Linked DNA regions of Gasterosteus aculeatus: region 1 is linked to region 2. Evidence: chromatin contacts called from public Hi-C data. All regions are on one chromosome and are shown on one strand. The core of a region is the stretch at or near the end of the contact, and the rest is flanking DNA. Distances in the headings are between cores, read along the strand shown. Region 1 overlaps celsr2 (cadherin, EGF LAG seven-pass G-type receptor 2). Region 2 holds the start of LOC120834755 (von Willebrand factor A domain-containing protein 1).

Region 1 (4,401 bases), core at 953-3,452, 89 kb after region 2:
GCGACACCTGCCTGCTGTGCGACTGCTACCCGGTCGGCTCCTTTTCCAGAGCGTGCGACCGAGAGAGCGGCCAGTGCCAGTGTAAACCCGGCGTCATCGGGCGCCAGTGTGACCACTGCGACAACCCCTTCGCTGAGGTTTCACCCAACGGCTGCGAAGGTCAGAATGAATCCGATTACTCTCAGGTTATTACAATGCTTAATTCATAGGCCCCACTTTATTGTAGCTAGAAATATATTAAATATATTAAATCTCTCTCCCTCCTGCTCCACCTCACTCAGTGATCTATGACAGCTGCCCTCAGGCCATCGAGGCCGGGATCTGGTGGCCCAGGACTAAGTTTGGTCTCCCTGCAGCAGTTCACTGTCCCAAGGGAACTCTCGGTATGATGTTTTTTTTTCAGGCTGCCCATCAAATGACCAGTATAATAATATATAAGCAGTATATTAAACTTGCCTCAAGCCTTCTCTCCCCGCTGCAGCTCCACTGTTTCTCAACTCCCACGTGGTAACTTTCTCCCCCTTTCTTCAGGCACAGCGATCCGCCACTGCGACGAGCACAAGGGCTGGCTGCCTCCCAATCTCTTCAACTGCACCTCTGTTACCTTCAGCAAGCTGAAAGCCCTGGTGTGTGGCTTCTCCCTCCGTCTTATCTTTTTAAATGAACCTTAGGATTCCAACAATAACACCCTCATTTGTAATTGAAATTGATATTTTTCAGTTCGGTTAAAAATACCTTTTACTCACGCAGCATCAAAACGTAAATGAATGATTATCCTTTCCTCCCTCCAGTCTGAGAAGTTTTCCCGTAACACGTCGCTGCTGGACTCTGGACATGTCCAGCAGACGGCCGCCATGTTGGCCAACGCCACCTTGCACACGGAGAAGTACTACGGCAGCGACGTGAAGGTGGCTTATCGGCTCACGCAGAGTCTTCTGCAGCACGAGAACAAGCAGCAGGGCTTCAACCTCACAGCTACGCAGGACGTCCACTTCACTGAGGTGAGCAAGCGTGTATCTCAACAATAAACAACAACAATGCATTGTTGCCGTTTTGGCAACTGTCACTGTCAGCTGAACTCTCGCTTGTTTTCTGACAGAACCTGGTCCGCGTGGGCAGCGCCATCCTGGCTCCGGACACACGGACGCACTGGGAGCTGATCCAGCACTCGGAGGGCGGCACGGCAGCACTGCTGCGCCACTACGAGGAATACGCAAACACACTGGCTCAGAACATGAGGCAGACCTACCTCAGCCCCTTCACCATCGTCACACCACACATAGGTGAGAGGCTGGGAGGACCCACGAAGGCTGTGGGCCGCCGGGGATCCATATTCCCAACGTGCAGTGGGTGCATATGCTGTTTTGTCGGTTTGAAAAAATGTTTATGATCAGGACAACATCGTTGGAGTAATTAAAGAACAGAAAGCAGATAAAATAAATTAGAAATCGTAATCATATTATTATCACAATATAAACACATAATGTTTTTCCCCACAGTCATTTCTGTGGATCGCCTGAAAAAGATGAATTTCGCTGGTGCCAAACTGCCGCGGTACCAGTCCCTGAGGGGTCCTCGTCCTGCTGACCTCGAGACGGCCGTCACGCTGCCCGATTCCGTCTTTCAACCACCGGTGGACACTAAAGGCCACAGACACCTGGATGTCTTCCCGGAGTCGTCTCTGAAGAACCGGTCAGCCAATAGGAAGAGACGCCACCCTGATGACGACCAGCCCGACGCCATCGCCAGTGTGATCATCTTCCACAGCCTGGCCTCGCTGTTACCAGAGAGCTACGATCCAGACAAGAGAAGTCTGCGGTAAGAACAATTAACTGGAAGCAAAGACAACGGTGTTACGGGTTATTCTTCTGTGCCATTGACCTCTAAATCATCCAACAATGTTCCTTTGTTAACATCAACACGGTGCATAGCTCATCAAATATGTATTATTCCACTGCTGAAAATATTTACTCTTGTTGTAACTTACTGCCAATGCGTTTGGGACACTCTATACTTTTGACCATTTTTCTATAGATTCAGTTGGAAACAATTCATGCCTTTGATCGTGTATTTCTTTTACGTTGTCTTCAGGGTGCCAAAGCGTCCGGTCATCAACACGCCAGTGGTCAGTATCACTGTCCACGACAACGACGAGCTGCTGCAGCACGCACTGGACAAACCCATCACCGTGCAGTTCCGCCTGGTCACCACCGAGGAGCGCTCTAAGCCCATCTGTGTCTTCTGGAACCACAACATACTGTGAGTACAGCAGAGCTCTCGGGATTAGAGAAGAAGCGTGAAGTTGTGGTATTCTTACATTTTCCTCTGTTGTTTGTGCTTCGTGTCAGGGGCGGGAATGGCGGCTGGTCGGCGAAGGGCTGCGAGGTGGTTTTCAGAAACGGCACCCACATCAGCTGTCAGTGTTATCACATGACCAGCTTTGCCGTCCTCATGGACATCTCCAGGAGAGAGGTGAGTGACGCGAAAGAGTCCCAATAAAACCACGAAGATCGTTATTCTGTGACTCAAACGTCTCTCTTCCAATCGTCAGAATGGAGAGATCCTGCCAATCAAAATCCTGACGTGGAGCACAGTGGGAGTGACGATGGGCTTCCTCTTCCTCACCACGATCTTCCTCCTTTGTCTGAGAGCCATGCAGTGCAACAAGACCAGTATAATCAACAACGGAGCTGTTGCGCTCTTCCTTTCCGAGCTCATTTTCATCCTGGGCATCAACCAGGCAGACAACCCGGTAATCAATCTGTTCTCCGTCTATTCCACTTAGTGTTTCCTCCCCGTGTTTTAATCTTCCCTCCGTCTTCCAACCTGATGTTCTCTCTGTGCAGTTTATGTGCACCGTCATCGCCATCCTGCTGCACTTCTTCTACCTGTGCACTTTCTCCTGGCTCTTCCTGGAGGGTCTGCACGTCTATCGCATGATCAGCGAAGTGCGAGACATCAACTACGGACCCATGAGGTTCTACTACCTGATTGGCTGGGGAGTACCAGCCTTCATCACAGGTCCGGACCTTCACAAGAAACTGTATTTTCTGTACACATTTAAATCTCTAGCAGCAGCCCCAAACTTGATGGTCATGACTGTCATGCCAGTTATGCAAATCTACTATATGATACTATACGATAATGAGGGAAAATGTGTTTCACCTTTTATTTTCAATTTACACAAAGCAGCTGACCTCATTTGGTGGCATCGATCACACAGCTTCGTTATCCAACACACTCACTGCGTGAGTGACTTAAGTCACAGTGAAAATTACAGTGTTAATACGTGAGACACCTCCAGTAAAGTGTTCTGAGAGCTGGCGACTTTAGATGAACAGCTCTCTTGGAACCAAAGAATGTTTACACACACCGCAGCTGTCATCTGACGCCGCTGCGTGTCTTTTGGGGGGTTTGTCTGCAGGTCTGGCAGTGGGACTTGACCCTGAAGGCTACGGGAACCCAGACTTCTGTTGGCTGTCCATGTACGACACTCTCATCTGGAGCTTCGCCGGGCCGATCGCCATGGTGGTGTCGGTGAGTCCCTGTACATCCCTGAGATCCACACTGTTGTTTGAGCGGAACTCCGTAAACGCGCTCCAACGCGGCGACTCAAGCCGACCTCGTCAGAGCGACTCCAGAGAGTAAACACGCCCTCCGCTGTCCTGACGGGGAGATTAGTTTGACGTTTACTCTCAAAATCTCCCGCCATTTTGTAAGTTGTGAAGCCGTTTGATTAATGTGTCCACAGATGAACGTCTTCCTGTACGTCCTGTCGTCCAGAGCGTCCTGCACAATGAGACACCACAGCATCGAGAAGAAGGAGCCTCGTGTGTGAGTCTCCCAGCGGCTCCATCAAATATTAATGTTGACTCAAAGTCACTTTGCCAGTCAGCTCAGCCTGAAATTGCGAACTTTCCAATCAAACCACTACAATTGGACAAACAACCAATTTAAATAATGTCAATAACGACATGAAATCAAACCACTCCTTTGATCGCTCCAAAAACAACAGCTCAATAATCTGTCATCCTGGCTTCTCTCTCTAAACTGAATCAATTTAGCTTTTGGACTTTGAGGCAGATCGGATCATGAAGACTCAATACTTGCTGCTGTTCAGGGTTATTTTTACGTTTTTTTTCATATTTCAAACCATCGGATCTTTTGTGGAAATAAGTGTTCCACAATTTATTGCACAACAGCCTGTTTCCGGTTGCATCCGATGGTGCCATTAGGGCTACGCTTTGCATTTCTACAGCTTTACATTTCCCTGCAGCTACGTGGTCATGTTTCCACACAATGTGCTGCTCTGTCTCTACGTTTCTAAGTCAATAAATGTGTGCAAATCATCCTGACGGCACCTCACTACCTTCTCATGTGACTCTGCAGCTCAGGCCTAAA
Region 2 (3,814 bases), core at 1,102-3,601:
ATCGTACCACAATGACTACATACATATCTCAGTCTTGTAACACCGATTTATTTTAGCTTAGGCTCATTTTGTTAATGTCATAGATGCTAATGCTGTCGTTGGGGAAGCAATACTATAAAGAACAAAATGCAATAACAGGTATATGAAGTGTTTTATTTTGTAATACTGGCCATTTTAGTTTAATTATTATGTAACCATATTGAGATTCCCATTAAAGCAGTGAAAACTCCTTCCCCAACCACCAAAAAGCAGTGCAGTGCATAATAAGGGGAAAAAATTATCCCACATATTAGATTCACTCGAATAAACATCTTCTACCTTCATCACACCTCAGGAGCCATTGTGCTCCATTTCCACATCCGTGTCTGTAGTGGAGTAATTTTCAATGGCAAGAATGAATTATAGCTGGAAGCACCATCCTGCACAATCAGATCTCCAATACATTTGGTGACTCAATTAACTGTTGTTGAACTGCATGTGGCTACACTACATGTGGTACACGTTGTTCCCATATAGTTCCAGTGTTATAGACACAGGGCCTACATCATCACATCTAAAAACATATGAAGTGACAATCTGTCGTAGGATAATTTAGATTGAGGGTTGTCAAGATTTTTAAACGTGTGCCCTAAATGAAAATAAATTCAACACTAATTTCCTAATTGTCCTCCACATAATGTATACATCTGCTTTATTGTGTCCCTTCTACCACACGCTTTGCACTTTTCCATTTGCAGCTCCTACGCAGAACACACCCATTCTTTTATTGCAGCAGTGGTCCATAATCATTAAACTTTTATAGAGAGACAGAAAATAAAACAGCAGGAAAATAAACGGGGAGGTAGGAATGAGGGGAAAGAGCGCAATAAGGCATGTGTATGTACGTAAGTGGAGCAGCTGAAGGGGAAAACGGGACCCGAGACAGAAAGACGAGGGGAGATGGTTGGATAAGAGTTGTTGAGGGAGATGCAAAGGCATTGCTCCATCTTTGCATTCCTCAAAGGACAATACATGAATGTGTATTTGTGAGATTTGAGCGTGCCTGTCGTATCATTGGTTTGTAGTGCCAAGGCCTTAGTGCAGAGACGATCAAAAGATATCACCCTGGGATGTTTTAGGACAGAACAGAGTTGGCGCACTTTTACTTGCATATATTTCTGGGTCCCAAAAGGCTTTAATATCTCCGGCGGTGACATCATTTGGACGAGATTACATTTTCCATAGCTGTTTTTGTCCCATAATAAGCCACAAACTGGCACCTTTTGAAGCTATGAAATATCTCACTATATATCACTTCCATGGGTGAAATAAGTATTCAAATCCTTTATGATCAAAAATATGAATGAATGAATATTATTAAGTGACAGCAAATAACTATTTAGAAGTAAAATAACTCTGTTAACCTGTAATCATCAGTGCGTAAGTGCTGCTACTCTTATGTATTAGTACTGTTATATAGCATTTTATTGTAAGCTTGTTGAAGCAAATCTAATTTTTGTAGATATTGTTAAGAAGTTGAATCGATATCAGCTTCATATATTTCATAGGGATCATGCGTTTTGTATGTAAAATGATGAAACCAGTTGCTGCAGCAATCAATAAAATGTAATGGGGTAAAAAGTTATAGCACTACTACTTGAGTAAAGGTACTTTCCAGTTTGTAGTGTATGATAACAATTATTCTTTATACTATTTAAAACGATTATATTCATATACAGCATAACCATTATATTTTATATTGATTCGATTAGAGAGCTGTGAACCTATAAAACCCCTTCGATTCTCTGAATTAAAAGTAATGAAACACAAAAATGATCAGCCCCTTCCGTGTGTCAAAGATCCTTAATTGTTCCTTAAATGCCGTTTGATCGTTTACCGGCATTTCTTAATGCCAGCGTGTGACACGTGCAGCGCTTTGACTCACCAAACCTGCAAGTTTTAGAGTGCATCTGCACAAAAGGAAAACACATTAAAAAGGACATTGCAACCTGTCAGCTTACTGTGTACACAGTCTTTCACGTCTGTATGGCAGCATACGTTATCAACTCACCTGTGGCAGGTGAAGCAATCTGCATGCTGCACAGCTGCAGCATCGCCCAGAGAAGATAGACGCCAAGCAAAAAGCCCTTCATCCTCTCTTAGCAGCTTAAAAAAATATATGTAGATGGTCAGAAGCAGCACAGGCAGGAGAAAGAACCTGGTCTTCCTTCATCGGTTTGCGTCGCACAGAAAGTTGGTCCAGTCTGTGTTTCTGTGTACTTCTTCCGCCGCGTTACCCTCGTGTTGCACAAGTCATCCAAACTTTTCTCCTACAAACACACCTGCGTCATCATGCCTGTTCCTGCGGAGGATTCCTTCCCTGCCGTTCCGCTAAGCTCTCTCACCTTGCAGCACATTTCACTCCTCCTCCTGCAGCTGCTGAGCCACAGCATAACATCAGTCACATTGCTTTATTTGGTCTACGATGGGACTTTTTATGTTTTCTTGAAGACTTCCATTTCCTACGGCACTGTAATTTCCACGGAACTTGTTTTGTGCTGGTGTAAACAGACAAGCACCTGAGCAAGTAGACCACAATGCAACAGACGGGGTCCCAGAGGAGCCGTGTCATCACAAGCATGCCGGGATTCAATCCCGGCTGTGGCTGAAAGAACAAAATGAGCTCATCTGTTTTCCCGATACATCCTCTTGTGCTAGAGGAATAACATTGAAACTGATCTGGTTCTCTTGGGACATCCTGGAAAAAGCCCGAGCTGACCACAAAACCCACTATACAACAGTAAACAGTAAACAGGGCGAGGATCAAGGAACGAGAAGGGAACCCAATTATCCAGTCTGTTAGACTGTATTAAAGAAAACACCACGCTGCTTCTTATCAGGGACAAAACTCGGATTAAGTTCAGGGTATTGCAATGCATTTATTGTAGTTGCAATACCGCAGCAATAGGACGCACCCTGCTACTCTGTGTGTGTGTGTGTGCGTGTGTGCCAACAGGTAAAAATAAAAGCCTTTATCAATAAAGGCCACTTAATGAATTTGCCCCTTTTTAGATGAGAGGGCCTTGCAGTGTTAAAAATAGACGTCTGTGTCTTCAGTGGAAATAATGTGGATAATTGGCCTCTATGTGACAGCGTTTTCCATTATTTTCAGTGTGCCAGTTGGGCGTGCAGACTGCAGGACGGAGGAGGGATGGTGAGAGACAGATTGTAGAAAGATAATGTTTTTAAGACGACATGTTTTGATTGTCTTTTGATAAAAAACACTTTTGCTTACATACCAGGCCGGCATACCCGGACAGTAGACGGAAACTTAAGCTCAGTCGACAAAACGGCTGTCTGAAGGTTCAGGGCTGCTGAAGTCTTCTATAGGTTCCTCTATTTTTGGTTAAAGACTAATTAATGATGGTAGTTGGAAGATTTTTTATGACTGCTTTGAATTTCTCAAATCAATACACTTTAAGCATGAAACACATGCACTTATTGGGCTTGTTGTGGAGAGTTACATGTCTTTGTAACCCATGTTTATATGCTAGATGTGAACCTGTGTGCAGATGCATATGCGTGACCTGTACACATTCACAAACATGATATATCATGTTAATATCGTATGGATTCGGGACGCAGTTCGTCATTATGAAGTTTTAACCATTTTTTCAATGCTATACCATATTATAATATATTAAAAGGATCCAAATCTTCATTTTGAGATTCTGTTAAGAGGTCACTGTGTGTCATCTGTGTATACTTATGTACTTATTGGAAATATATATTTACATATATTTACACCTTAAATGTTTATACGTATATCTGTTCT

Evidence for each region. A called contact is a pair of places that touch in the nucleus more often than the background predicts.
Region 1: a Hi-C map of skeletal muscle shows a contact between it and region 2, with 1.9 times the contacts expected there. The contact joins the enhancer-like site here to the promoter of LOC120834755 in region 2. A contact is called at or near these places in 2 of 6 Hi-C or Micro-C datasets (skeletal muscle and whole body).

What each region holds. Positions count from the first base shown.
Region 1 is chr17:9,484,944-9,489,344 of fGasAcu3.hap1.1, forward strand. celsr2 (cadherin, EGF LAG seven-pass G-type receptor 2) reads left to right here. Exons shown (of 34, transcript XM_040203515.2): 15 at 1-159; 16 at 282-383; 17 at 532-626; 18 at 792-1,001; 19 at 1,100-1,283; 20 at 1,500-1,818; 21 at 2,092-2,259; 22 at 2,349-2,472; 23 at 2,552-2,752; 24 at 2,847-3,021; 25 at 3,425-3,537; 26 at 3,752-3,834; 27 at 4,390-4,401. Among protein-coding and RNA genes, the nearest start is that of dstyk, 23 kb to the right of the region's middle. Within about 2 kb of position 2,203, at least 7 of the 9 cell types and tissues checked have open chromatin away from gene starts, as enhancers often do.
Region 2 is chr17:9,395,442-9,399,255 of fGasAcu3.hap1.1, forward strand. LOC120834755 (von Willebrand factor A domain-containing protein 1) reads right to left here and starts at 2,352. Exons shown (of 5, transcript XM_040203003.2): 1 at 2,051-2,352. The coding sequence starts at 2,132.